Linked DNA regions of Mus musculus: regions 1, 2, 3, 4, 5 and 6 are each linked to region 7. Evidence: chromatin contacts called from public Hi-C, HiCAR-type and promoter capture Hi-C data. All regions are on one chromosome and are shown on one strand. Each heading gives the region's core, a stretch centred on a gene start, on an enhancer-like site or on the middle of the called end of the contact. The rest is flanking DNA. Distances are from core to core; before and after follow the strand shown.

Region 1 (2,700 bases), core at 133-2,632, 2.1 Mb before region 7:
CTTCCCTTCCTTCTTACTGTCCAGAATAACATAGTCTTAAATACACATGACAATGACTTCTGAACTTCATGTTCAACACTTATTTCCAGTATAAAATCTAAACTCTTGGTCTGGAGAGATGGCTCAGCGGTTAAGAGCACTGACTGCTCTTCCAGAGGTCCTGAGTTCAATTCCCAGCCACCACATAATGGCTTACAACCATCTGTGATGGGAGCCAATGCCTCTTCTGATGTGTCTGAAGACAGCCACAGTGTACTCATACAAATACAATAAATATATACATTAAAAGAAAACAACTAAACTCTTGACCTCATTGACTTTGGGGTCAGATATTTGTGTTTGTACTCCAAGAGCAGCAGTGTGAACTCGTACAGCTAGATTCTCCAAATCTTTGCTTCTCATTTGCCTAAATTTACTGGGAGCCTGGACTGCTGGACTTCAGGAACAGAAATGAACGAGAAGATTCAATTAGGGAAGATATTTAAAATCCCCAAGTGAAAAGATTGCTCTTCCTTAAAATGAACACTACCAAGCACCAACAGTCTCTGTCATTTTCCCTAACCGTGACTTCCTTTCACAGGTACTCGGAGATAAACCTGGAATCCAGACTATTCTGGCCCCTACACGAGCAGTAACCTTGTCATGTAACCTTGAGAAAGTTACTCAGTTTCTGCATGCTCCCCCTACCCTGCCACCGATCAGTAAAATCTGGGAGATCGAACATTGGACTGCTCTTTAGACTTAGCGCTAAGGGAGCTCGGTTGGCATGGTTGGCAATACTTGGTGCATGCTAAAGGTCAATTGCTCTCTACCATCCCCATCACTTAGGACTGTGGGCACCCCACAGTGTGGTTCTCTATTTTGTGGGAGAAAACTGTTCTCTGCATTGCTAGTTAAAGAAACAAAGTCTGGAAACTCCTGTCTTGTGATGGCAGAAAACAAGCGAAACCGGAGTTGCTGGCTCCCAGCTTTTCTGAACCGAGAGTTTGGTCCTTATTTGACGTACGAGGAAATTGAAGAGTGACGTGTCCTCGGGTTTCATGCAAGACACAGTCACGACTCTTTATTGAGAGTAAGGAGCGAGCCCCGGGGTTGCTATGGCCAAGTTGCAAGCGAGAACGTAACACTGGGAAGACAGGAGAAGAGCATTTAGCCATATACAACCGGCTAAGTCCAGTGCAACTTACTTGGGTGAGCAAAGGGAAGCTGTCAAACATGGAGAGACCAAACTGCTGACAAAACCAACTCTTCACCAGGCCGGACCTTCGGGGCCCGCCTTGAAGGGCGGCCTCGAGTAACAAACTGCCGCAGCTCCCCAGTAGGAGCCGGACTCGGCGCAGCTCGAGATGAATGGAAACCAGAATTCGCGCGGCTCAGCTTAAGGGACGGGGCGGGGCTTTGTGAGTCACGTGCCTGGGCCGTAGGCGGGTGCGTGGAGGGAAGTCCGGGTCTGATTGGCTACCCGTCACCAGGTGACCGCGGAGCGCGTTCCGGTTGGCAGGAGCCGGCTAGCGGCCTTCAGTTCGGAGGCGGCGACGGAAGGAGGAGGAGCTCCGGCCGCGCTCTCGGCCCGCAGTGGCTGCGTCTCCCAGCGCTTGTCGGGTCCCCACCCCTTTTAAATAAGCCGGGCTGGTCGCCGCCCTCGCAGACTAGTCCGCTGTGGGGAGGCGGCGGCGGCGAGCCGGCGGGGGTGCGGCCGAGGCCGGAGCCCTGCCCCGGGCTGGGCGGCGGGGCGGGCGGGCGCGCAGCGGGCGCGGCGGCGAGTGCGGGCGGGCGCAGCCCCGCTCTGCCCGGGGCTGCCGGCGCCGACCGCGCCATTGTTGGGGGAGGGGGCGGGCGCGGAGTCCGGGGCGAGCGGAGGCGCAGGCGTCGGCCGAGCGGAGCGGACGCTCCCCATGGGGAACACGCTGACCTGTTGCGTGTCCCCCAATGCCAGCCCCAAGCTGGGCCGGCGCGCGGGGCCGGCAGAGCCCGACTACGAGTCCGAGGTCTACGAGGCGGCGGCCGGGGACGCGGTGGCGGTAGCGCCGGCGCCCGCTGCGGCCGTGGAGCCCGCCGAGTTGGATTTCGGAGCCGGCGAGGGCCACCACCTGCAGCACATCAGTGACCGAGAGATGCCCGAAGGTGAGGAGGCAGCGGGCGCGTCCGGGCCGTGGCGCACCTCTGGCCTCCACCGACTCCCTGGGTCCCGCTGGGAGGCGGCCGCCGCCTCGGGTTCCTTCCTGCCGGGATTATTCCTGGCGCAGGCCTGGACACCGGGAATGAGGGCTGTGGCTCGTGTTCCCACCCCTTATTCTTTCTCGGCCACGTCTGGCCAGTTTCTCTCCCACCCCTACGCCCAGTTCTTCACTCTTCCCATTCTCTCATTCTGACCCGGGACCCTGTACCCGGCACCGCTTCCTCTTTGTACTGCTGTGTACCGTCCAGTGGAACTTAAGACTTCAAGAGACTATAATTGCCCCTTTTCTTAATAAAACTCCCAGGTACCCCTAACCTCAGAATAGCCATCCCATCTCTCTGTCCTTACTTAGGCAGATGGTACGTAAGGTAAGAGCATAATGTTCCTCTTGCTCTGAACGAGTTGAGTAACTGATACTAGAGCAATCTAGATTCAGCATGGTTAAAGATTTCTTATTTACGTTCAAGTAGAGATTGCCACCAAAATGTGTATGGTATTAAGTAGGATTTTGAAAGTAGCCT
Region 2 (2,700 bases), core at 117-2,616, 2.3 Mb before region 7:
GAGGAGTAGGGTTAAAAGGAAAACTGGCAAGTGAAGAGGGGAGAGAGTGTTTGGAAGAGTCAAACAGCATCAAATGCTAGGATGGTCTTGAAAATGCAAGATGCAAAACTACATAGACAGGAAGACTGTGACAATTCAGAGCCACTGCAAATGGAGAGAGACAGTAAAAGACAGGTGGAACTCGGAAAGGAGCTTAAGGAGGAAGTTTCTATATTTTATTTATTGCCCACACATACTACTGTGATGTAAGTGCTGAGGTCAAAGGACAACTTATGGGAGCTGGTTCTCTCCTTCTACCACGTGGGTTCTCGAAATTGACCTTAGATTATCTGGCTTGGTGGCAAGGGCCTTTATTCATCTCACCAATGCCACAAGAGTCTTCTTAAAGAGAGGAAGAGACGTTAGCATGCTAAAAGTTCTGGTTAGAAACAAAAGAAAATTAAGCTACTCTTCAGTATAATGTCCTTGGGAAAGCGGGAACGGCTAGGACACACGGAATGAAGGCAAGCTCAGTGTTATAAAACGTCAACAAGGGCTGGCGTCCAGCAGGAACAAAACTATAGGAAGAGGGCTGAACGGCACAACAACAAAAGGTGAAGAACTGGCGGTTAGGGGCAACTCAGAGAGCAGTTGCGGTAGCTTTGAGGCTACGGAAGTCACACTGTCAAGTTCTGGGGTGCAAACGGTGGAAGCCACGCCGCAGCAGCGTGCCACCGCTGCAGAAAGGGCTGAGAAAAGTCAGCACAGGATGTCGCGGGCAGGTAGGGTGGGGATCTGTTTCAAGTGTTGAGAGCAGCATGGCTGATCATTTCTCCAGCCTCAGAGGGAGGACGGTACCCAGTACCTAGGGGCTCTGGCTGGCCGCAAAGCGGAGCTGAATCCCCACATGCCACCTGTGCCATAGCTTTCTTCCCAGCAAAGAACCAGCTCCGGCCCGGCAGACTCCCCTGGCCGGTAGCCGGCGTCTCCAACCTTCCAGCGCCGTCCGCGCGGCTCTGGGCCCTCGCGGCGCGTCAAAGTTCCCGGGCGGTCTGCTTCCGCCGCAGGATCAGACCGCGCGGGGGTTTCCAGCAAGTCCCCGCCACCCCGGGAATCCCCACACCACCCCAAATCTGGCTACACACAAACCCCGCTTCCTCCAAATCTCCTCAGCTGGCGTCCGAAGCCTCCACCCGCCACAGTGAGGCTCGGATCGTGCCTCCAGAGCGGGTCTCAAACCGCCTACACCAGCTTCCCCGGTCAACCCCTTCGCAGCGCCGGGAAGTAGCCGAAGGCCTTCGGCAGGTTCCGCCAGTAGCGCGGGGGCGGGGCCTGTCGAGCGGCTCCGGGTCGAGCTCGGCTGTTTCCGTGAGTGGCCGCTGCGCACTCGGCACTGGGCGGCGCTGGCTGGCTCCCTGGCTGCGGCTCCTCAGTCGGCGGCGGCTGCTGCTGCCTGTGGCCCGGGCGGCTGGGAGAAGCGGAGTGTTGGTGAGTGACGCGGCGGAGGTGTAGTTTGACGCGGTGTGTTACGTGGGGGAGAGAATAAAACTCCAGCGAGATCCGGGCCGCGAACGAAAGCAGTGACGGAGGAGCTTGTACCACCGGTAAGAGGAGCAGGAGGAGGAGGCAGGAGCCGGAGAGAGCCGGGGGGACAGAGGGGGGCCGGGGAGGCGCCGGACACCCGCGCTCGGGGCCTTCCCCTCGCAGGAGGGGCCGCGGTAAAGATGGAGCCTCCGCCCGAGCCCCACAACACCGCCGCCGCTCGCAGCGAACAAAGAATAATGGCGGCGGACTGGAGCCAGCGGCGGCCGGGCGGCAGCGACTCTGCCTGCAGCCAGCGGCGGCGCTCATGGCGGGGGGCGGCCGGGCCGGGGCGGGGTGCGAGCGAGCGGGCGGCCGGCCGCGGCAAGCTGGCGCCCGCGTTCCCGCCGCCGGGCCGGGCCGGGCCCGGCCGTGCCGGGCGCGGAGCCGGAGCCGGCGCGGAGCGGAGCCGCCCCGGGGGAGGCCGCCCGCCGCCGCCCCCCGTTCCTCGCCGCCGCCGCCCGCCTGCTCGCACGCTCGCTCGCCCCGGCTGTGCCGGGCTGGCCGCCCGGGCCGCCGCCTGGGTGCCCGTGGGGGGTGGAGGAGGAGGAAGAAGAAGGAGACAGTTGAGGGCAGAGGAGGTGAAGGTGCTGCCGCCTTCGCGGCGGTGCCCGCTCGGCGAGCCGCAACGTCCGACCTGCTTTCCTCTACAGCGCTCTTTGTGCAATAAAGTTCGAAACCCAAGGTTTTCTCTGGTGCTGTATTTTATTCTTGCCCCTCTCCCCGGCTCCCACGCGGTCGGAGAAAATGCTGTTTTCTGCCCTAGGCTGTTTTAAGGGTTTGGGGTTTTTTGTTTTTGTTTTGTTTGGTTTGTTTTTGTTTTTTGTTTTTTTTTTACTATTTCCCTCACCCCTCGGCTTTGAAGATGAAGAACGAATCAGTAGTCCTGGGAATGCATTCTTTTGGGAAGGAAAGAGGTGCTAAGAAAACATACATGTAATAACTTTTTGCAGAAACTGTTGGGATCTTGTAAAAGGGAAGCTGGTGCTTGAAAACAGTTTCGGTTTTAACCCTTTCCACTAAGATAATGATCACTTGAGGTCAATCATTCTGAAACCCTTAGAAATTATCGAAGGGGAAATTAGTATTAGCGAAGGTACTTTTCGTTTTCTGTCATTTGAAGGGAGGCAGTCTTGCCAA
Region 3 (2,814 bases), core at 160-2,659, 2.2 Mb before region 7:
GCGAGAGGCTTATGGAATTTCTGGAGCCCTATTGCCGCGCTCTCCTCATAGGGTACCAGGGCCATTTCTTCTGTCTATCTCTGCTGAGACCTGTCATGCAAAAAGAATCCTGAGTGTCACCAGAGTCAGAAGTTGAGTGCTGTATCTTACTTAAGTAACTTGGAAAAGCTGTTGACGTTATTACAAGTTCAAACTAAGAAATAGACTGAGGTGCATCCAATTTCTTCAACAGCTTTTCCTCCGAGACTTGAGGGAAGTGAAAATTGGCTCTGAATTGGTGTCAACTAATAACTCTGAGGAGGAAACGCCTAGAAATCTCTAACTACTGTGGCACCCTACAGGCTCCTGTTACTACTTGGGCATTACATAAAGAACGGTACACGAAGTGACAGTGACGGCCCTGGGCACCTGATCTGTCTGGACCCAGCTCCCACATTTTTGTTTGTTTGGTCCGCCAACCTACATCCTCATGTTCAGCTAGGACAAAGGAGCCAAATGCGTACTTCTGCTAAATCCTAAGGGTTCGCCCTGCCTTTTGACCCTAGAAGGCTCCCTACGGCAGAGTGGATGGAGTCACCCTGGGGGCTGGAGCGGACAATACTGGCGGACAACCCGCGGGACAAAAAGCACGTCCCGCACGACACCCGGGGGCCACAGATGCGCTTCCCTCGCGCCCACGAAAGAGTCCCGGGAACCCAGCATGGTGGGAGCAGGGCTCTGCAGAGACTCCTTTCGGACCCTCGGGTGGAGGCTTGGCGCCCACACAGCCCGCTGGCCACCCTGCAGTGCCTCCACGTAGATACTCACGGTTCCGGGAGGGTACCCGAGCCGCGCAAGCGCACAGCCTTGCCCAGTCGCTGTGCGGAGCTCCTCCTTAAAAGGCTGGATTGGCAGAAGGCGGTGGAAGCTGGTTCCGGGAAGAGAGACGCGGGTTTCCGGTCCCCTTCCCCGGTACCGCCGCTTTCCCCTGGCCCGTGCTGTGTAGTTCCTGTGAGGCCCTACGGTTTTGGGGCGCCAGGGAGGGCGAGTGCACAGGGGCGTGGGGTGCCTTGCATGGGAGAAAGGCCGACCTTAAAGTGGACAGTTAGTCGGCGACGTTGGCGCCCAAGGATGCGTAGCGAAGTAGAGAACTAAACGTAGTCACCGCGTTTGGTGGCAGTGAAGTGGGAGAGAACACTACCGAGCATCCCTAACCACGGCGCGGCTGGGGAGTGGGCGTGCGACGCCCAGGCCGGGTTTTGAGCCCGACCACATGCGCTCGGGCGCTCGCGTCGCTCCACGCCGCCACTCTGCTGGCCGAAATGGACGCCTTTCTAAATCCTGGCCGGCAGCCTCGGCTGCAAACTCCATCCCCGGACCTGGCCACCCAAGGGTCTCCGCGTGCCGGACCCTGCCGAGCCGCGACCGCCCTCGCCTCTCCCGGCCGGCAGGGGGCGCGCCTGACCTCCACATTCCAGCACCAGCTGCGGGAGACTGGGGACAAGTGGCCTGCAGTAAACTGGGGACCAGTAAGAGCCCTTTCCTCAAGTTACTGAGTTTCCTGTTTGGGTCTTTTCTTCCTCCGTTTTTTCTCTTAGTAAGTTTTCTCCTTACTTGCTCCATGGCTTTGTGCTATCTCGGCTTCTCAGCTTCCCCTTTTCCTTTTCTTATTAAAGCTCACGTTTTTGCGCTAGAGAGAGCTAATCCGATTTCATCAGTGAATACGCACAAGTGAAAAGACCACACCACGTTGATATGTAGTTACTAGAAGAAGAAATACCTTTCTTCCGTGTGTTTTCTGTTTTATTTCTTTCTTTTGGGGACCTAAACTAGGCACAGGAAAGTGTAGACTTTGGGTCAGAAAAACATTCAAAAATGTAAATGGGTTGACCTCCCCAGATTCCTGGGATCTAGCTAACCATTCTGTCTCCCTATTCTCCATCTTTCCACTGAAAATGTATACACACACAGGGGAGGATTGCATACATATGTATATGACTTTAAAACTTCCCCCAAGCTCTCCAGCACACTGCCAACAAGAGCATTTGCAACATTACATTTACTTACCGTGTTCCTTTTGCCCCTCCTAGCTCCCAGAGTTGTAATTATTGCCGACTTGCTTAGAAAGGGCACACATCCGCTTAGGAAAATCAACATCTATAGCAGTGTAGACATTAAAGAGAGCACAAACAGAAACCACTGGTGAGCCTCTAAATATCTGAGAAGAAAGACTTGTTTAATCCTTGGGGGAGAGAGTAATGAGCATTTGATAGAGTACATATTTAAGTGCTCAGCCTGCTATATGGCTGTCTTTAATATGCCCAGGGATTTTCCTATCCTTAGTTCATACTTGACCATACAAATTGTTCTTACCATCAGAACGTGGGTGAAAGAGCCCCTCGCAGCTGGGTAGTTGCTCCTTTCTCACTATCCCAGGGCTTTGGTTTGGTTTAGTTTAAAACAGGATCTCTCTTCTCTACATAGCCTTGTCTGCCCAGGAACTCACTATATATGTACCAGGTTGGCTTCAAACTCAGATGCACCTGCCCCAGACTGGCAAGTGCTGAGATTACAGGTTGTGTGTCACCATGCCTAGCCAAGGCTTGTGTCTTAACATCCAGGCTCTCTTTAGCACCAGGTCCCCGGTTGGAGCTTCACAACTGAAACAGGAGTGAGAAAGAAACCTTTGTAATCGTGGAGAACAGAGCGTGCTGCAGCATTGCTTAGGTGGTACCACAACGGGGGGTGCTAACAACTTGGGAGACTTCCAATGTGAGTGAGGTAGAGGGGCTGGAGAAATGACTTAGTGGTTGAGAGCGCCTTTTGCTCTTGCAA
Region 4 (2,782 bases), core at 205-2,704, 2.3 Mb after region 7:
GGCTTGGGCGATCCAGCCAACAGTGGCAGCGCTCAGGACGCCGCCACCCGGCCCGCCTCGGGCTAAGTCAGTGAGCGCCACCCGCGAGCTCTGCAGCCCGGCAGGGCAGTAAACAGAAGTTTAGGCCAACCCCAAGTTGCACTACTGGAAGAACTCTTCCCAGAGCCAAGTCCAGCATGGGGAGGGAAGGCCGAGCTCTGGACTCAGTATGCCAGGCTCTTTTAGAGAGAGAGAGAGAGAGAGAGAGAGAGAGAGAGAGAGAGAGAGAGAGAGAGAGAGAGAGAGAGAGAGAGAGAGAGAGAGAGAGATCATGCTGGCTGAAGAGTCGCACGCCCAACACACACACACACACACACCCTCTTTCTCGCCCCAAGTCAATCTCAAGACAGCCTAGAGATGCCAACTAAGAAGGCCCAGAGTCCCTGGCCCCCGGCCGAGGCGCGCACCCGGTGCGCTCCAGCTGCCCGGATAGGGCTGGGCGTCCGGTGTGACCCCGCAGGCTACTGGAGACTCGGGCCAGGGACCCTGCGCCAGCATGCTCAGGTGCCAAGCCCGGCTCCCCGGCCGCGCTCCGCCGCAGCCCTGCACCCCGGGGAAGGCCAGCCAGGCTCAGCTCAGGAACCTCCTGGCAGCCCGAAGAGGTGCAGCGATTCTCCGGTTTGGTTTGATTCCCCCCCCCCCCCTTCCCAGCTCGAGAAGGAGGGAACCTCCACTGACGGGCTCAGGTCTCCCACGCCCCGAACAACGGGCGCCACCAGAAGCGATCCCGCTTAGGCTCCCAGAAAACGCGCGAGAAAGAAAGAAGGGGGCTAAAGAGAGGGCGAGAGGGGGGACAATAATATAGAGGGTGGCAGGAAAGCGAAGTCATTTGTAGCATCAATTAAAAACACACGCACGCACACACAAAGGTAAGTTTGGGATGGAGCTAGGGGCGACCCAAGGCAGAAGCCCGGTCCCTAGGGTCCCTGGAGCCTAAGGGTGACAGAGGGGCGAGGGAGAAGGGAAACACCGGAGGCAGTGGCGGGTTCAACAGCTGGAGCGCGACCGGGAACCGCGAGACCGCGACCCACCTGACTGAGAAGCGCTGGGCTGGACGGTCCCCGCTGCCATCAGAAGGCTCCCCCAGACCCAGAGTCCCGTCGCCAGCTTCATTTTTGGCAAGTCTCAGATCCCGCGCTGACAATTACATGTCCAAATACCATAGCCACTTGCGAGCACGCGGAGGAGATCTCCCCCCCTCAGCCGGGAGCGCGTGGGGGGCGCAAGGGGGGCGGGCGCGGCGCGCTTGGTGCACGGGCTTCCCGGGGCCGGAGAGCCAGTCGGCGACGGCGGCGGCTTCCAGGACCCGTGGACCCGCGGACCCGGCAAGGGGCCGCGGAGGAGGGCGCGCGGGTGGGAGTGAGCGCGACTGTGCGGCTGGTGCTCCGAGCACAACGTACAGCTAGTTCCCGGAGTGATCCTCCGCTCGCTCGTTCCCTCCTCACTTTCTCGCTCGCTCGCTCGCTCTCCTCACTGGTTGGTCAACAATAAAAAGAAAGAGGGAATAAAGGCTTCCAAAAAAAGTTGATTGCAAAGAGGCGGCGGGGTTCCGGCCTCTCCCCCCAAAACCGGGCTATGTTCAGCTCTCTCTTCAGTCTCCTTGCACCTCCTGTCCAAATCTGGAGGGAAAAGGAGGGGGTGTTGCTTCTTTGCTTCTCCCCGATCCTGTCCCCCTTTTTTTCCACTGTCAGCTTTCCTCACACTTGTCCAGCCATTGCAGTAATTAAAGCTCCGAACGTCATTTCCAACGCTCCGCGGTCTCCAGCCGCAGCCCCACAGAGAAATTAATAAGAGTCAGAAGAAAGATTTTTGAAAAAGAAAAGAAAAGAAAAGAAAGAAAAAAAAGAGGGGAGTGGGGGGTGGGAATCAAACAACCCTCCACACAACCAGCCAGGCTTTCCTCCGCTGCGCAAGCCCCGCCCCTGCTCTGACCCATGTAGCCACGCCCTCCCCCTAAGGAGAAATCTTATTGGCTCAGACACTCCCCAAAATCCTCTGCCTCTAGAGTTGGAAAAACACCTGTCAGACAGTGGGAGCAGCAGGGTCATGGTAGGAGCTTGGGGAAGCAGGATCTGAGAAGCTCAGTGGAGACCACTGTCTGAAACGCTCCCCTTGGGGCTGCCCCGGCAGAGGCCCTGGACAGCTGGCCCGCTGAGTAGTCAGTCCACCAGAAGGAATGCTTGCTGAACGAATTTTTTGACACAAGAACAGGGCATTTTCTTTATTGCTCCAAGGTGTCAGTCCATACACAGAACCTTCCCTAGAAATAGAAAGTCAACGTTGCTTTGGGAATAAAATATCTTTGTCCCTCGCCATCACCCAGAATATTCCATACTTAGCATACTTAGTACTTTAGAATGGATATTGTAGGTAGCTGGTAGCCTCGCAGGTAAGATGAAATCTTCCAATAGTTTTTTTTTTCCAAATAAGCCATCTCTCCCACCTTCCCAAGATGACATTGGGCCAAACTTAAAAATCCATATTTGTGAAACCACATTCTTTGATTCTGAAATTATGCAAACTCTCTCGTCTGTGCTGTTCGGTCTGAAGGTGTTTAGGAGGTGAGATCTTAGCTGACCTTCGAGCCGTTAGGGCCACGCCATAGCAGGGCCAGCTTGAGGCCCTGCACTTGCCCTCTTTGCAGGGTGTGTGCTTCCAAGGTCATCAACCGCTGTACGACTAAGTTTCTCTAAGTCTAAAATGCCCTGGAAGGGATTACTGTAGTCTGAGAGGCCACAGGTCT
Region 5 (2,700 bases), core at 28-2,527, 2.7 Mb before region 7:
TTTCTTAACTAGTCCTCTAAGACAAAGTAGGGAAGCAAGGAAGCACACACCACCCTTTGTCCAAGGTGGTGCTAACCTGAGAGGCACCCCAAACAAACAAACAAAAAGCAAGGACACAGTACAGGCTGCTCTCTCTGGAGGCATTAGCTAGAGAAACCATACAATACATTGTCAGCCTAAGAGAGACATATCTTCTCATCTTCCTTGTACATATCCTTAAGCATCTTTTGTCACCTGGCTTCTCTTCGTACAGCTCACCTTGTATCTAAAAATCAAGCTCCTATTCTTTATTGACACTCAGTAAATTACTGGGAAAAACACTCCGTGCTTCCCCCCACCCCCCTTGACGGTCTTCAGGACCAGTTGAAATGGATAAAGCTGATTTAAGTACTAAGGTCAGAACTCCTGCATCTAGGAACGTGGTATCCTGTCAACCATTGCTCGACCACCTTCCCACCCGGCTCCTCCAAACCCGAGAAGTTCGCCAGCAATTCTCTGCTAGGGGACAGCGAGCCGACAACGTGTGCGCAAGGATGTGTGTTGGTGACAGAAATGCAGGCAGCTAGGACCGGCTCAGCTCAACACACTAAGGGGCTAGGGGTGGGTGGAGAGGTAAGCGCATATGATTGTTTCACAAAACATTTTAAACAACACACAGCCAAAAAATAAATAAATAAATAAAAAGAAAAAATTAATTAAAAAAATTTCAACTCAAAGCCCACACCAAACGCAGCCCCTGCGTCTCCGCCGCCGCCACACGATTTACACAAGTAATTTAAATCATTCACCTGCTGCCAGGTCTCCTCCAGGGATGGCAAAGCTGAGAAGTAGCCGGTGTCGTGGACAAGTTGTAGCTCCTGGAATATACTATAACTAGCCAACACGTCCATGCTGCTGCTGCCGGGCAAAACCGGAGGAGAAACCCTCCCCCGAGCTCAGCTGGGTCTGTTTGTTTGTCAGTCTGTCTGGCTCACCCCCCAAGAAGGCAGACATCCAGTGGCCCTTTTGTTTTGTTTTGTTTCAGTCAACTAAAAAAAGGAGAGAAAAAAAATCAATGCAGGAGAGAGGGAGAGAGGAGGTGAGAGAGGAGGGAGAGAGAGGAGGTGAGAGAGGAGGTGAGAGAGGAGCGAGTGAGTGGGGTGGATCGGAGAGAGGGATCCAGCGTGTACAGTGCAGATGACTGCCAGGAAAAGGGGACTTCACGGGAGTAACAATTCCCTTCCAGGGCTCTAATCACTCCAGCGCGTGGATCAGGAAGGGGAACGCAAACTCACTGACACGAAGCTGCCATCTATATCTGCAGCGCTGTTCGCTCCTAATGCAATCTTTGCTCTTTATTTTGGGAGGTTGCATTTTTTTTCTCGCGATCGCTTCTCTCCCCCCCCACCCCTTCCCTTCCCTCCCCACCCCCCACCCCATCCTCGCTAGTTTGTAGTCCCCCCCCCTTGTCTCCTCCTCCTGCTCTTCCCCCTCCCCAAACTCCCTCCCTCCGCCCCGTTTTGCGCGCAGCCGTGGGATCTCGGAGGAGGGCGTCCATTAGGCCGCGTGTGACCATGTAAGGTAAACAGGGGGCTCATGAAGTCACTGAGGACCAATGCGGCACTCGGAGAGGACCATGGGGCGGGGCCTGGCCCCGACGGCAGCCGCCGATTGGCGCGCTGCGGATCTCCCTGCTGCCTTACAAGGCGGTACGAGGCAAGCTATTTTTAGAGGGCTATATAAAGGGGTAGAGGAGTCCGCCAGGCGGCCGGGGAGCTTGAGCGCCAGGGAGTGTTGCTGCGACACTTGCGCTGGCTCCTGGGACGCCTAGGCGGCCGGGTTCGGGCTGCGCGCTGGCCTCCGACCCTCGCTGCAGGGCTCGCCCGAGCCGCCGGCGCCCGTACCCAGTGCAGATCCGAGGGGACGGGTTGCCGCGGTGGCCGATCGGGAGGTGCGGTCCCGGTCCTGGGTTAAGATGCCTCCTGCGGGAGCAGCCGGTAGAGCGGCGGCGCAGCGGTCGGGGGCAAGGAGCTCTTTGCACTCGGCCTTCCGCCAAGCATGGGGAAGAAGGGTAGCAAGGGAGAGCCCAGGCTCAGGACAGCGTCACGTACCCCAGACTAAAGCCCAAAAGCCAGTTCCGAATTCCCCACAGGGTGCCGAAATGAAGTGCCAGAGAGGAAGTGCCTCACAATGGCAGAGAACAAAGGCGAGCTGCACGGAGACTAGCTTGCGCCCGCCCCCGACGCTGCACGCTGTCCCCGCCCCGGCCCGCGCGCCTCCGTGCGCGCCGCCGATCGCCTACCGCCCTCCTTTTCCTCTGAACTGAGCCTAAAACCTGGCCAGGAGTCTGGTGTCCAGCATCTAAGCGTGTGCATGAAAGAGAATAGGGGGAGCGTGGGTCGAATTAGGGTGCAGGCTGGAGCGGGGAGCAGTTAGCTAGCAGATCCTTACAAGAGGTTTATCCAGTAACTTCATGGAGCAGGTATGGAGCAGGGCTCTAAAGATCTCAAGATTCTGCAAGCTCAGAAATGGAAACCTGTGCAATGCACGTGGTTAAGAGTTGCCCATTTGTTTGCTTGACCTTAAATGGCTCGTGTGCCTTCTCCAAAATACACCGAAAGCTGGACTCCTTTAGAATAACTACAGAATTCAGTACTTAGACACGAGAAACGTCCTTATACCTTCAATGGGAGAAATACAATTTAATCGACTCCATATCAT
Region 6 (2,727 bases), core at 60-2,559, 2.1 Mb before region 7:
GGTTGGGCATGTGCGTCAGGTTGTAGCCGATGCCTCGGCACATGGGCACCGTGATTTCCTGGCACACCGGGGCCTTGGAGGCGGCCGCTGCCCGGCCCACCAGCTGCGCCAGCAACAGCAGCAGAAGAGAGGGAGGCGCAGACGGGTCGGGTCGAGCCATCGTCTCCTTCTTCCCTTTGCCTCCCGCTGCCTGAGAGGGTCTGCGTTGGCCGACGAATCTGCGGCCGGGGCTTCCCTCTCCGGAGTCTTGAGTGTGACGCCCGGGCTGGCAACCTGTTGGTTTCTTTTTCTCTTAAAGAAATCCGTCCAAAGATAAACTGTTTCTGGAAGGCGCTGCCTCCGCCGGCAGCACTCAGTTCCACACCAGATAGGGCTGGAGGGATGATTAGGGCTCCGACTCCAAGGACAGAACTCTTAAAAGAGAAGGTAGGGGAAAAGAAAAATCGCAACCACTCCTCTTAGAGGAGCGCCAACCACTTGGTCTCCGCAAACCAGCTCCAATCTCAAGATTAACTCCTTTCCTCCCCTCCTCCTAGAACCAAACTTCAGACGCCCCCACCCCCTCCACCCCACTGCCCGCGCCCGCCTCTCTTTTCTGGCCCGGCCCTGCAGGCTGTGCCTGGGGCCAGAGAGCTCAGTCCCCGAGATGGGGGCAGAGGAACCGGGTGAACTGGGAAGACGCGGGCTCTCACCTCGGAGGATCCTGCTGGGCGGCAGATGTCTGCGACCAGCCGGGCTCCTCAGTCGCGCGACTCCGAATCGGGCCAGAGCTGGGAAAGTTTAACGACAAGCTAGGTACCTGTGGCGGCGACACATGGCAGCAGGTGGAGGGCGTTTCAGAGAGCAGGGCGCCCCTCGACCATGGGCGGCGCGGGCCGGTCACTCGCCTTCTCTTCCTTCGGGGCCCCCTGCATGATTCGGGCAGAGCAAGGCAGGGGCAGGCCGTGCCTTCCACCGGCGTCCCGGGGCCGGGACGAAGGGCAAGGGCGCCGGGCAGCACTTGAACTGCGCGGAGGGGTGCGGCAGCCGGAGGGGACCCCGCCACCTCACAGCACAGCGAGCAGCCAGCGCTGGTCGGGCGGGGACTGCATAGTCCGCACCCGCCGCCGCGTCCCGCCAGCCGCTCGCCGCCTCCCCTGCAGGGGGCTCCGCGCTCCAGCAGACTCCGGGGGGCGGTGGCGGCGCTCTCGGGACGCGCCCCGCTCGGCTCCTCCCCCGCGCTCTCGCACTCTTTCGCCCACCTCCAGGGAGCTCCGAGCTGTGCGCGACGGCAGAGGACAAGTCGCGGCCGCAGGCTGACTGCCCTCTCCCGCCCCGCCCGGGTCACCTGCCTCTAATGCCCGCCGGGAGGCCCCGCCCCGGGACCGCCCCTCCCGCCCCCTCCCGCCCTGCCCCGAGCTGGGCCGTCCCACGAATCGCTCTCCGGGTCCCCGCCCACCGCCCCGCTGTCCTGGCCTCTCCGCGAGCGCCCCGCGGCCCCGCCCGGAGCGGGCAGCGGAAGAGCGTCGGCCAATAGTGGACCGGGAAGTTACGAGGGCGGGGTCAATGCTAATGAGTCCTCCCAGAGAACCCGGGCGGGAAACCTGGCCCCAAGTCCTTCTGGAGTTCTCTGCGGTGGTTCACCAGGATGGTGCTCACTTTCCTGAGGGCTCTGTTCTCTGAACGCCGGCTTCCAGGGCCTCCACCAGGCCACCTCTCTCCAGCTGAGTGTCCTTATCGAGGTCTGGCGCTTGTTTAAAGGGATGAGAGGTCAATTCGGTTGTGCCACCTGTCCTCTTTCTAAGCTGCCTTGTGCTAGGTGACAGACGTGCTAGTACTTAATGAGCAACCTCGTGTTAGTTAATCGTTTACACCTTGATACGCGATCTGGATACCGTAGGATTCTGAGGCCAGAACACCTCAGAACTTGACCTACACAGCTGAGCTAACAAGACAGCAGAGACGTTGACAAACTTGTGCCCCTCCCTGTGCGAGCTCCTGGCACACAATAGGCGCTCTGACCTGGAATCCCAAACCAGAAGCTGGGCAGCAGAGTTCACAATCTTTACCACTCACCCCTCCCTTAGAAATATCGATATTTCCCAGGCTTTGCCCTTTTATATATAACAAAATCTTGTCCTTGTGACAAGAGAATGAATTTCTTTCCAGTTTTGGAAGTCTCTAGAGACGTTAGTCCTTAGCAGTTGCGGTTTATAATCCCTGGCAGATCCGAATTTGCCCACAGAGAAAAACTCTTGAACTGGAGCAGTGTACAGCTCAGGGTGCTTGGTCCCCCAGGGTTGGCTGCTGTGCACTCTGGCGAGGTTGAGACCGGATAACCGGGGCGTACTGGGGCAGTGGGAACCGTGAAAAGACCTGCTGCGCACAGTCAACGCAGGGACACGCAGTGGCGCTCTCCTGATGGGTTAGTATACTCCAAGTTTTAAATGTCCCACAAATGCCTCTCTTCTACGAGTTCTAATTAGGCTGGGAGACCGAGGTGTTTAGCATGCTTGAAATTCGTTCACACGCTTATGAAGAGGCTTTAAATTGTAGACTGCTCCTTCACTCCTCCTTCCGCTGGGGGAGGGGAGTGGGAGGGATTTGAAGTAGGGGAGGGCATAGGAGTACTTGAAGGACTCTGAACTGGCCTCACTGACTGAGATCTGTTGGGTTGTTATTGTCTTCTGTGCCGTCTGTACGGGCTGAAAAGCCATCTTCAGTTTATCAGCAAGGCGTTGTGGAGGC
Region 7 (2,812 bases), core at 260-2,759:
GCACGTGATCTTCATTACACTCTTTTAAGGCAGGAACTGTATTACGAAACGGTTTTCCAGAGGAAACAGATGTATCAGCAAGGCTGTGACTTGCCCAAGGAAACGGCTAGTTAGCTCTCTGGAAACCGCAGAAATCAACCCCCGGCATTACTAAACAGTCTGCGTTCCACACCTGCGCTTTTCCCCCTCCACTGTCGAATTATTTTTAGAACTACTTCTACCCTCAAATCCTGCCTGTTTTGCCAGCTGTGCTCAGGAACAGTTTCGGGGAAGTTATGTTGCTATCAAACTTGCCCTATCCAATCAGGATTTAAAAACCTTTCTACAAACACAAAGTTAAACTATTAAAGGCGGCGGCGGCGGCCAATCTTTCTTAGTCTCTCCGGCACATTCTGCGTCCAAGCTGGGGGAATCAAAGCCAGAAGGTGACTCCCACAACTCCAGTCTCCCGGGAACCCGCGATGGGAACAGCGAGGACAGGGAACCGCCACCGCGCCTTCTGCGGGGGTACCGAGGACGCCCACGCAGCGCCCGCTCCTCGCAAGGCAGATCCCAACAGCTCCTTCCCCGATTTGGGACCACACAACACCGTCCTGCATTTATTTCTCCTTACCAAACGCTGTTTCTTTTTTTAAAGCTAGCCCTCTCCCCTCTTGGGCACAAGCAGCAACACCAACTCGGACCGGTTACCTTTCAATAAACCACAACACTCCCTTCCACCCCAAACAATTCTAAAGGCCAAATCCATAACGGCCCCAAATAAGAAGAAATTAATGTCGCCGCTGGCCAGCCAAGCTCAGCGTTACGGAAAGCTTCCCACAGAGCGCCCCACACCCCCAGGACAGGCGCCGCTGCTCCAGCCTTGCGGGGGGCGGGGGGGGGGGGAGGGAGAGGGCGTGCCCAAGAAAAACCACGTGTTCCGCCTTCTGCGCACGCGCCAGCCAAAACAAAAGGGAGGCCTGCCAAGCCCCGCCCCATCCCCACGTGACTCGAATCCAGGCCCGCCCCCTGCCCCGCCCTCCCCTCCCCGCCGTGTCTGCCAAGGCTGTTAGGTTTAGCCGTTTAAATTTGGCTGCGGTCCGACCCCTGCCCCAAAGCACGGTCTTGTGCCGGGGCCCGCAGTCCAACGGCAAGCAGGGTTCGGGGTGCAAAGGGGGCTGCCCGGCGGACGCCGAGCCCGCGAGTCCACCCGGCGGTCTTCTCCGCTCTTTCCCGCCCCGCGCCGCCGCCGTCCCCCGCCGAGGAGACCCACCCCCCTCAGCCCGCCGCTGCGACGCCGGCCACTCGCCTGCTGGGGCGCCCTGGCTGCCCTCCGCCGCCGCACCTTCGGTCCGGCCGTGGTGGGGGCCGCCGAGGCGATCTCTAGCTGTCCGCCCGCCTCCCCCCACCCGGGGCGCCGCCGACTCGTCTCCAGAGCGCGCCCCGCTCCCGCCCCGGCTGACGCCGCCGCCGCGGTTTAACAGTCCGCCCGCTGCCCGCAGCTCCGGGCGCTCGGGGGACGGAACCCTACGGCGGAGGGAGGGGAGTGGGGGAGGGCGGGGCCCGGCGCCGGCCAATGGCAGCGGGGGAGGGGCGCGCCATGCAAATGAGACGGGCGGCGGGGAAACCCCGGCGGGGGCGGGGCCCGCGGAAGCCGCTGGGAGCGTTCTGAAAGCAGCCTGAGCGCGGTGGCCGAACTCTGCCGGCTCCCAGTGCGTTCCGCGCCGCCGTTGTCCCGCGCTCTCTCCACCCCGGTGCCAGCCCGCAAAAGTCACCCCGCCGGCCGTGCTGCGGGGCGCTGCGGTTTCTTTAGGTCTGTTACAGGAAAATAAGACCTGGAAACTCCGGGCGGGCAGGGCCGTCCTGGCCAGGCCGAGGGTTAAGCAGCCCTCAACGCTCCAACCTTTTGCTTCTATGGGTCCCAGAGGCTCGATCCCGAGTCATGCTCTGTCGGACCTCTGAGGACCTTAAAATAGGTGGCAGACCTGCCATGGATACATTTGAGTTAGCTTATGATTAAGGAGCTCTGCAGTTAACTCTGAGGTAGCGCAGACCAGCGGGATTTTAATGGAAACAGTTGGCTAGAGACAGAAACATCTCTGCGAGCGAGTCTTGCACCTGGCCCAGCTCGCAGCTCGCAGCTCACCACCGTTAAACGCACCCGGGCATTTCCCCAGGCTTGAACTTGATGCTTGAGAAAAAAACGATAGCCTAAATATAGCTCCTTAGATAATAGATTAGACGCTTTGCTAAGCAGATTTTCACTAGAATGCTGTAGGAAGTGAAAAGGCACTAGAATTTTTAGATCGATATATCACTTCTACCTTATTTATTTGGAAGGGCTTACAGGCAGGAGTGTATAGAATTGAAGTCATAAAGAAGCAATACTTAAGACATTACCAGAGTTGGAAAATTAACTGTTCTTTCTTTTTCTAGTACATGAATAAATAGCTGAAATAATTTTTATGATAAACTGCCTACAGTAGGGAAAATGGTTATAAAAATTACTCAGAACAATAATTGCTCAATATGGGTCAAGGATGGGCAGTCCAGAAAATAGATTTGCCTTCATTCAATTAAAAATCATGGACTAACAGTGTGTTGGAGGAAAAAGTAAACACTGGATATTTGTCATATTTAAAGGGATGGGTAAAACACTTAAAGAATGTGGTAGGGTCTGGAGTGATGGTACAAACCTTTAATCCCAGGCACAGGTGGGCCAGCCTAGTCTAGTGGTTAGGTCCAGGATAATCATAGCGACATACTGAGACTGTGTCTAAACCCAAAACAAAACTGCACAGTGGATGTATAGCCGTTTGAGAAGTCAACGGTG

The links. Promoter capture Hi-C pulls out the DNA fragments that hold promoters and counts their contacts. A called contact is a pair of places that touch in the nucleus more often than the background predicts. HiCAR-type assays count read pairs that join an accessible place to other places. Capture Hi-C pulls out chosen DNA fragments and counts their contacts.
Region 1: a promoter capture Hi-C map of pre-B cells shows a contact between it and region 7. The contact joins the promoter of 2810408I11Rik here to the promoter of Kansl1l in region 7. A contact is called at or near these places in 5 of 39 promoter capture datasets (the C10 cell line, cranial neural crest, liver and 1 more), 2 of 484 Hi-C or Micro-C datasets (embryonic stem cells and muscle stem cells), 3 of 115 datasets of contacts at active chromatin or transcription factors (cardiomyocytes, large pre-B cells and pro-B cells) and 1 of 9 other capture datasets (macrophages).
Region 2: a contact with region 7 is called in a Hi-C map of CD8 T cells, with 7 times the contacts expected there. The contact joins the promoter of Creb1 here to the promoter of Kansl1l in region 7. A contact is called at or near these places in 5 of 39 promoter capture datasets (the C10 cell line, the HPC-7 cell line, liver and 1 more), 7 of 484 Hi-C or Micro-C datasets (CD4 T cells, CD8 T cells, LSK cells and 3 more) and 6 of 115 datasets of contacts at active chromatin or transcription factors (T-cell acute lymphoblastic leukemia, astrocytes, embryonic stem cells and 3 more).
Region 3: a promoter capture Hi-C map of liver shows a contact between it and region 7, with 3 times the contacts expected there. The contact joins the promoter of Mettl21a here to the promoter of Kansl1l in region 7. A contact is called at or near these places in 7 of 39 promoter capture datasets (3T3-L1-derived adipocytes, the C10 cell line, the HPC-7 cell line and 3 more), 2 of 115 datasets of contacts at active chromatin or transcription factors (astrocytes and large pre-B cells) and 1 of 9 other capture datasets (liver).
Region 4: a contact with region 7 is called in a HiCAR-type map of astrocytes, with 4 times the contacts expected there. The contact joins the promoter of Erbb4 here to the promoter of Kansl1l in region 7. A contact is called at or near these places in 1 of 39 promoter capture datasets (hippocampal neurons), 3 of 484 Hi-C or Micro-C datasets (all in embryonic stem cells) and 1 of 115 datasets of contacts at active chromatin or transcription factors (astrocytes).
Region 5: a contact with region 7 is called in a HiCAR-type map of astrocytes, with 5 times the contacts expected there. The contact joins the promoter of Klf7 here to the promoter of Kansl1l in region 7. A contact is called at or near these places in 1 of 39 promoter capture datasets (pre-B cells), 1 of 484 Hi-C or Micro-C datasets (B cells) and 3 of 115 datasets of contacts at active chromatin or transcription factors (astrocytes, extraembryonic endoderm stem cells and large pre-B cells).
Region 6: a contact with region 7 is called in a HiCAR-type map of astrocytes, with 5 times the contacts expected there. The contact joins the promoter of Fzd5 here to the promoter of Kansl1l in region 7. A contact is called at or near these places in 7 of 39 promoter capture datasets (cranial neural crest, liver, maxillary cranial neural crest and 3 more), 5 of 484 Hi-C or Micro-C datasets (B cells, CD4 T cells, the G1E-ER4 cell line and 1 more), 2 of 115 datasets of contacts at active chromatin or transcription factors (astrocytes and large pre-B cells) and 1 of 9 other capture datasets (liver).

Annotation. Positions count from the first base shown.
Region 1 is chr1:64,689,277-64,691,976 of GRCm38.p6, forward strand. It overlaps 2810408I11Rik (RIKEN cDNA 2810408I11 gene), which reads right to left and starts at 1,383. Exons shown (of 2, transcript NR_038009.1): 1 at 1,188-1,383. It overlaps Ccnyl1 (cyclin Y-like 1), which reads left to right and starts at 2,069. Exons shown (of 10, transcript NM_001097644.1): 1 at 2,069-2,124. The coding sequence starts at 2,115.
Region 2 is chr1:64,531,438-64,534,137 of GRCm38.p6, forward strand. Creb1 (cAMP responsive element binding protein 1) reads left to right here and starts at 1,367. Exons shown (of 9, transcript NM_009952.2): 1 at 1,367-1,583.
Region 3 is chr1:64,616,355-64,619,168 of GRCm38.p6, forward strand. Mettl21a (methyltransferase like 21A) reads right to left here and starts at 1,410. Exons shown (of 3, transcript NM_025964.4): 1 at 1-1,410. The coding sequence starts at 65.
Region 4 is chr1:69,106,605-69,109,386 of GRCm38.p6, forward strand. It overlaps Erbb4 (erb-b2 receptor tyrosine kinase 4), which reads right to left and starts at 1,455. Exons shown (of 27, transcript NM_010154.2): 1 at 1,071-1,455. The coding sequence starts at 1,152.
Region 5 is chr1:64,120,112-64,122,811 of GRCm38.p6, forward strand. It overlaps Klf7 (Kruppel-like factor 7 (ubiquitous)), which reads right to left and starts at 1,278. Exons shown (of 4, transcript NM_033563.2): 1 at 789-1,278. The coding sequence starts at 890. Gm35880 (a long non-coding RNA gene) reads left to right here and starts at 1,456. Exons shown (of 3, transcript XR_373464.4): 1 at 1,456-1,560.
Region 6 is chr1:64,736,441-64,739,167 of GRCm38.p6, forward strand. It overlaps Fzd5 (frizzled class receptor 5), which reads right to left and starts at 1,310. Exons shown (of 2, transcript NM_022721.3): 1 at 693-1,310; 2 at 1-413. The coding sequence starts at 160.
Region 7 is chr1:66,816,086-66,818,897 of GRCm38.p6, forward strand. Kansl1l (KAT8 regulatory NSL complex subunit 1-like) reads right to left here and starts at 1,510. Exons shown (of 15, transcript NM_001122738.1): 1 at 1,289-1,510.